Regions from separate parts of the Drosophila melanogaster genome. Here region 2 is linked to region 1. A link is a contact called in public Hi-C data. All regions are on one chromosome and are shown on one strand. The core of a region is the stretch at or near the end of the contact, and the rest is flanking DNA. Distances in the headings are between cores, read along the strand shown.

Region 1 (3,261 bases), core at 508-3,007:
TTTGCTTTCGGTGTAAAAAGAGATAAGCAAAGAGAGCAAAGGAAAAGGGAGAAGCATGTAAATAAAGTCGAAGCAAAATCATCTGATGATACGAATTTACCGGTACAGCTGATTTCATTTCAACTATGAACGCGAAAGAAGAAATAGAAATGTTGATTAGGCAACGCACGATAAGCGAGGAGGCGAGAAAGAGAGAGGGAGTGCGGGTGCGCAGCTGTTTTCTACCTCCATTAATTTGAACATATGAGCTAGAGCAAGAGCAGCAGAATAGGAAAGAGCCTGAGAAGAGAGAGAGGAGCTGAGAGCGAAACGCGATCGACGAACACAGAAAATAGCAAAAGCAGCTGTAACAAATTAAACCAAATATTTTAGGAAAAAGCAAAATGGTGAAAATAAAAACATACAAAATTATTTCAAAAGATCGCTTAAAGTCATTTATGTATCATACATATGTATCAAAGGTACAAATATTTGAGAAACTAAAAATACACCTCCATAATAGTATAGAAAAACCAAAAATGTATTTTTAATATTGTGGCTTCTACTGAACTCTACACTTCTAAAGTTAAAGCAAATAAAAAATCATCGTTTCTAACAGCTGTACCCTTGACTCATGTTTGTGCCATCACTGTTGCCCGTCTGCCGACACTGCTGACAAATTGACAAAACAGCCGTTTTACAATATGGACGCCGAAAGGCAGAGCGTAAAAACAGCAACAACACAAACGCTGGACGAGAGCGGCGGAAAAAAAGAGAGGATGTTGAGAAGGGGGCACAGACACGAACGACGAGACAAAAAAGGAGCACATTTATTCCAGCAACAAGAAAACGGCATGGAAATGGAATGGAATGCGACACACGCTAGCTTGCATGTGTGTGAGTGAGAGATGGGTCTTAATGGTGGTGGTGTTTTTGTGCCGTATTTGTTTTGTCGGCAAAACGGCGGCAAAAAGCAAACGAGAGAATTAGAGAGAGCGCGAGTGATACGGTGACGGAGAAAAGGGAGAGCACTAGCAAAGTAGTAAAAATAATCAATAATTTGCGTGATAAAAATGCAAGCCAAGCTGTTGACTCGCCTTGTTTTTATTTGAAACAAAAGAGATTTCGATTAAGATGCAAACTTACTGCAATTCCTCATCCAATTCCTCGGCGCTGTTGTATTCGGCGTGCTCTAGAATAACTTCCTCCGTTTTGATGGCAACCGGTACGGCGGACATGTTTAATCGTGTTTGTGTATTTGCTTACTATCGTGGCCAAAATGTCTGTGCCACGTGGTTTTTGTTGTTGCGCTGCTACTGCTGCTGCTTGACGGCTACATAAACATTTGCAATTTATTTATAGCCTGTTAACTTTATTGTATTTCGAACATACACATGCGTCAGCTGGTCTCAGCTGCTTTTTGTATTTAGCGGCAAATTGTTTGCCCGTCTCACTCACACTCGCACACACTAGCACTGCACACACAAGAGAGAGAGAGAGAGATGGGGATGGAGAGCGACTCTTAGCGCGTCCAAAAGTTCTTCAATTCACTATTCTGCACTCTATGACTTTTGCGCTCTTAGTGAGCATGAGATTTGCGTATTCAAATTCGCAGATGTTTTTTGTTTTAATTTGCCACCGCACTGGCACCAACACACGCGCGCTAATAGATTTCTGTAGACGGCGAATTGGCTGCACTGTACGATTTTTCCGATCGGAAGATGCGATATCCGTCCGGTCCGCTACGTGCGTTCAATTCGGCGATAAACAGCAGAGTGACCACGGCTGCCAAGGAAAAAATCGCACATAGGGAAATACATTGATGGCACTATCGATTACATTGATGCCACTGCGATATTTCGTATTTTTGCGCTTCACAACACTGAATTTTCGTTTGCTAAGGCGCCACCTATCTGCTTAATGTTTATATCCACCAATACGCCATCTGAATGGGTAAATTTGCAAAAATTGAAGACCGCGTTGTCCCAAAAAATTTCATAACTTTATTAATTTTAAACTAAAACTGAACTCCAAATATTTAAGTATTACAATATTTAAACATCGAAATAAGCGCAATTTCTACATTTTCTTTGTGAATATTGTGAATTATGTTTTCGCCGCTATTAGCCAACCGGTATTATGAATTTTCTTTCCGCAGCGAAAATTCGCCCAGTATTATGAATTCGCTTTTCGCCGTTAATATTCGCTGTGTTTCTGTGAGTTCGCTTTTCGCCGCTTGAATTCGCTGTTCGTTAAGATTGGTTTCGAATCCTTTTAGCAAAGACTCAACCCAAAACTGTGCAAACAGAGTGGCCAGCCAGCGAAAAAAAATTAAAAAGATTAGGTCGCAAAAAAAACCCTATCGCCTAAAACCATTTTCATAATATTTACCGTCGCACTGCATTAAATTATTTCATCGAATCTCCAGTTAATCGGCATTTTGAAGCACAAGAAGCACTTCTCGAATCAACCGAAAGCCGGAGAATGTAAAGATGTTAAATTACATCAAGAGGCACGCCAGTGAGTTAAAGAAATTAAAGAAATTTCGCTGCTGTTTTCACCCAACTCCCCTTCCCCGTTTCTTCTTCACCCCTCTTCCTCTTCTGTTGACACCAATTATATTTGGTTTTTTGTTGATTTTTATTTAGGCCGACGTCGCAGCAGCCAAGATGCCACGGATGCCATTTGTGGCCAAATGCCAGCGTATGATGTGGACACCAACGACGTTGCTGGAGCTGGTGATGCAGCCAACGCTCACAAACGACACTCGCTGCGCTCCACAACCAGTTTCTGCGACGAAGTGTTCCTAGAAGCGGAGGAGGAGGGCGGCGTGGGAACCACAGGAGGAGGAGGAGGAGGAGGAGGTGGTGGTGGTGGTGGAGGAGCCCCCTCCGATGGCATCAGTCTCGCCAGCAACGATGGTAATTACCTCATTGCCCATTGTTCAATTGCTCATCACGTTGGCACCTTTGAAACTGAAATGATTGGCAAATCGCAGCGTTATTCTCGACTTTCCATGATAAAACGTAGATAACACTGTTAATGCTTATAAGGAGCGATTCCACGTATCGAAAATCCTTAAAAGTGTGTCTACATAATAGTTGTAATTGTTGTAATCTTGAAACTCATTCACATATGGCAATTGGCATTTATGCTTTACTATATAACTATACCTTTTGCTTTCTTCCCAGACATTTTCACCTACAACTCACGCCTCTCCATGAATCTCGCTTCCATCGTCAACGATCCGAACTGCCTGAGCTACTTTGTTCAGTATCTGGA
Region 2 (3,261 bases), core at 501-3,000, 2.9 Mb after region 1:
TTAATTTAATTAAAATCGGACTACTTTATCATATCAAAAAAGTGATAATATAATGCATTCTAATTCGGCATACGCCAGTGATTTTTTAAATATAAACAATGGTTTCGTCTAGCTGAAACTAGCTTCCTTTCTGATTTTTAATTATACAAATTCCAAAATTCATTGGAAAACAAAATGTTCCGAAACTCAAAAGAATGAAAATTTTGGAAGCCCATATTAAAAAAAAAAACGAGACCTGTAATCATTTCCAGTTCTGGTTCCCATTCAATTGATGACACTTGTGCGAAATCAGAGTTTATGCGAATACAAATAATCGTTTATTGCGAAACAAACCCGAAAATAAACGCGGATGATAATCTTTTGACTCACTGCACTGGTTCTATGCATGGGGCTTAGCCCCCAAAAAATGGCTAGATAGTACAAGTTACCCCACGACCAGTGGCGCGGTTTCCACTGCTTCCGCTCTTTGTAGCCCTTTTTCGGGCTCTTCTGCTGCGCTTCGTTCTTCGTTCGTGCTTCTTCTTCTCCGACTTCATCGCCGCCGTCTCCTTTGCCGCTCTCTTTGTAAGTGCAGCTCACTCCCACTCGCATATGTACATACAGAGCCCGGAATACTTGGAGTGCACTGCTCCCTCGCGCAATTTATGTTCTGTTCGAGTACATATGCCGCATACATATGTACGTGTGCGAGTGTAGGAGGTTGTCAGAGGTCAGTCTCATCGCCGCATGTATGTAGGTATGTACATGCATACAAACACCCGTTCCAATTGCCAATCCATTCCCCGTGGCGTTCTGCAGAAACTAGATTTCCCGCTCTCTCTCGGTCCCGTTCGCTGGTTCTTTGTCTCTCTCGCTCTCCCGCTGGCTAAAACTGGTTGAGTGAGTTTTTTCGGCTGGCCGCTTTTGTCGGCTTGGTTCGTTCGTTCCGTTCCCGTTCGTTTCCGTTCCTCGTTCCGCGTCTTGTAAAATTCTTCTTCGCCATGCTGGTTCATTCTCATTCAGTTCTTAACACTCGCCGGATAAACAACAGTTTGGCGCTTGTTCGCGTTCACTTCCCGTCGCGTTCAGAGAGAATACACTACTACTGCTGCTGCTAGTGTGTGTGCGTGCGTGTGAACTGTGCGAAAAGAAGCAATATAAAGTATTAATACTAGTGGAATATTAAGTAAATCTAAGTGCAACAGAAACATACACATACCTAGCCTATGTACGTATGCTACAAGATATACATATCTGCAGCAAATAAATGTTAACTCAGTATACAAGCGAACAAAAGCACCAGAAACAAATTGTTTAGTTTTGCTGCTCATTCTTCTTCTTCCACCGATGCCGTAGAGTTCATCAACTTGTTTAGAATCGCGTACGTGACTGTATGTATGCCTGTGTGAGTGAGTGACAGTGTGTTGGTGCTGCCTTTTTCCTGCTGCGCTTCCTCTTGCTCGTGCATCTATCTCTTTCTGGCGGCGCATCACTTGCATTGTTGCTGTTGCTGTTTGTTGCAATGCAACAAAACATTTTATTCTTGCCTTTTCCCCCTCCTGGTCTTCGCCTCCTTTGGCGTTTGTTTATGAGCGTGTTTGTGTATGTGTGTTTGTTCTTTTCGACGTCCGCGCGCATTGTTGTTATTTGCTTGCATTAACTTCTACGTTTCTACGCTTTTGTTATTATTATCTCATTTCTTATTTAGCTCTGCGCCACAGTCTGCTCTCCACAGTCACGGCCAGCAGTTGGTGTAAAAGTGTAATGTTGATGCTCGCCAAAGACATAAATAAAATAAGAGTGAAAAATGTAGAAAATCTAAGATATTTTTTCAGTTTGTGCAATACTACAAATTCGCTTGTACATATCCCCTCGACCTTAACTTTGCTTTCATATTCTCTTTCTGCGGAATACTATTCTGTATATTCCCCTGGTCAATAACCACTGTATTTGCAAGAGCAAACAATAATCTGATAATGATGAAATGGTTTATCAACCTCTGAAGCCTAGAGGTGTGCACACTTCCTTCAACTCCAATGCGCGACGACCTTCCCCCGGCCAAAAAGTCCGAAAGTCGAGCCTATTTATCGCGACACAACTGTTCAAACAATTCCCCAACAACATTCGATTCGCGTCGGCAGCGACTGTGTTCATGGGTATTGTTGTGGATATCGTTATTGTTATTGCATTTGTTGTTGCTGTTGCCGCTGCGATGCGGAAGAATAAAACACGAGTTTGTTTTCTTGTTTCTGTGTGTATTTTAAACCAAAATTATTACGGCAATGTTCTTTAAACTTAATCACTGTAGACTGACAGACTGATCGACGTGCAAACCACGCTTGGGGCTTCTCATTAATATACGAACTGCCGGTTCGAGTGAGTTAGTGAGTGCCTGTTTTATTTACGCCGAAAGCAAAAACACAAGAGGCGAAAACAAAACCGAAACCAAAATCTAAAAACGTGTTTCAAATTTGTTCCTATCTGTGTTGTGTCTCTGGGTCCAGTATTTGGGGTTTGGCGTACAAGCATGTGGATATGGATACGAGCAGAACGGAAAGACGAAACATAACATATCGAATGCTATTTACTCCATGTGTCTTGTTTCACGCTCGATTTGCGTCGCCAGCAGAGCTAAGAAATAAAAAACTACGCTTACTGATTAAAAAAGCTGTCGCCGGGCTTTATATTTTGCGTCGAACTGATTGTGTGCAGTGATTACTCGGAAGCGGGAATTAGAAAGGACCCCGGCCAGATATTTATTTGATTAAAAAATGCAAAAGCATGCTGCTAGCAACAGAAAAGAAGATTGTTTAAATTAATCATAAAATTGCACTAGTTTTTGCACTAGTTTACACTTTATACTTTATCGTAAACACCAGCTCGGGCAACCTTTTTGAAAACTCGAGAATTTACTGTTTATAAATAGGTACAACTGTACCCTAAACAAACAGAAGGGTTGAACAATTATAATTTTATGTTTTTTTCCTTGTTTTTCTAGCTCGTTACTGTATTGTTTGGAGCAGTCGAAAGTAATCTTCTTGGGTTTACCTAAAGACTTACAAGTCTGATCTAATTCACTTTTATTCGCATTCGCCCAGTGATCACTGTAGATTACCAGCTGCTTTGAAGATTTTCTGATTTACAATTCAGATACAATTGACAACGATCCTTCTTTTATCAACAGCGATTTGGGCCATCTCCAATCGATTCGCCATCGCAACCCGAACGCCTTGTGTAAATGCGTTTCCTGTGCTGTTTTGTTACTTTCTGAGATTTTCTAGA

What was found. A called contact is a pair of places that touch in the nucleus more often than the background predicts.
Region 2: a contact with region 1 is called in a Hi-C map of the Kc167 cell line, with 3 times the contacts expected there. The contact joins the promoter of lncRNA:CR44977 here to the promoter of crp in region 1. A contact is called at or near these places in 2 of 107 Hi-C or Micro-C datasets (the Kc167 cell line and eye imaginal disc).

Annotation. Positions count from the first base shown.
Region 1 is chr2L:16,285,973-16,289,233 of dm6, forward strand. crp (cropped) reads right to left here and starts at 1,758. Exons shown (of 3, transcript NM_001299047.1): 1 at 1,126-1,758. The coding sequence starts at 1,217. It overlaps pkaap, which reads left to right and starts at 2,318. Exons shown (of 4, transcript NM_135939.3): 1 at 2,318-2,499; 2 at 2,628-2,900; 3 at 3,171-3,261. The coding sequence starts at 2,472.
Region 2 is chr2L:19,157,549-19,160,809 of dm6, forward strand. It overlaps lncRNA:CR44977 (long non-coding RNA:CR44977), which reads right to left and starts at 1,751. Exons shown (of 2, transcript NR_124379.1): 1 at 1,199-1,751; 2 at 320-1,117. All of the region lies in intron 2 of brat (brain tumor), which reads left to right.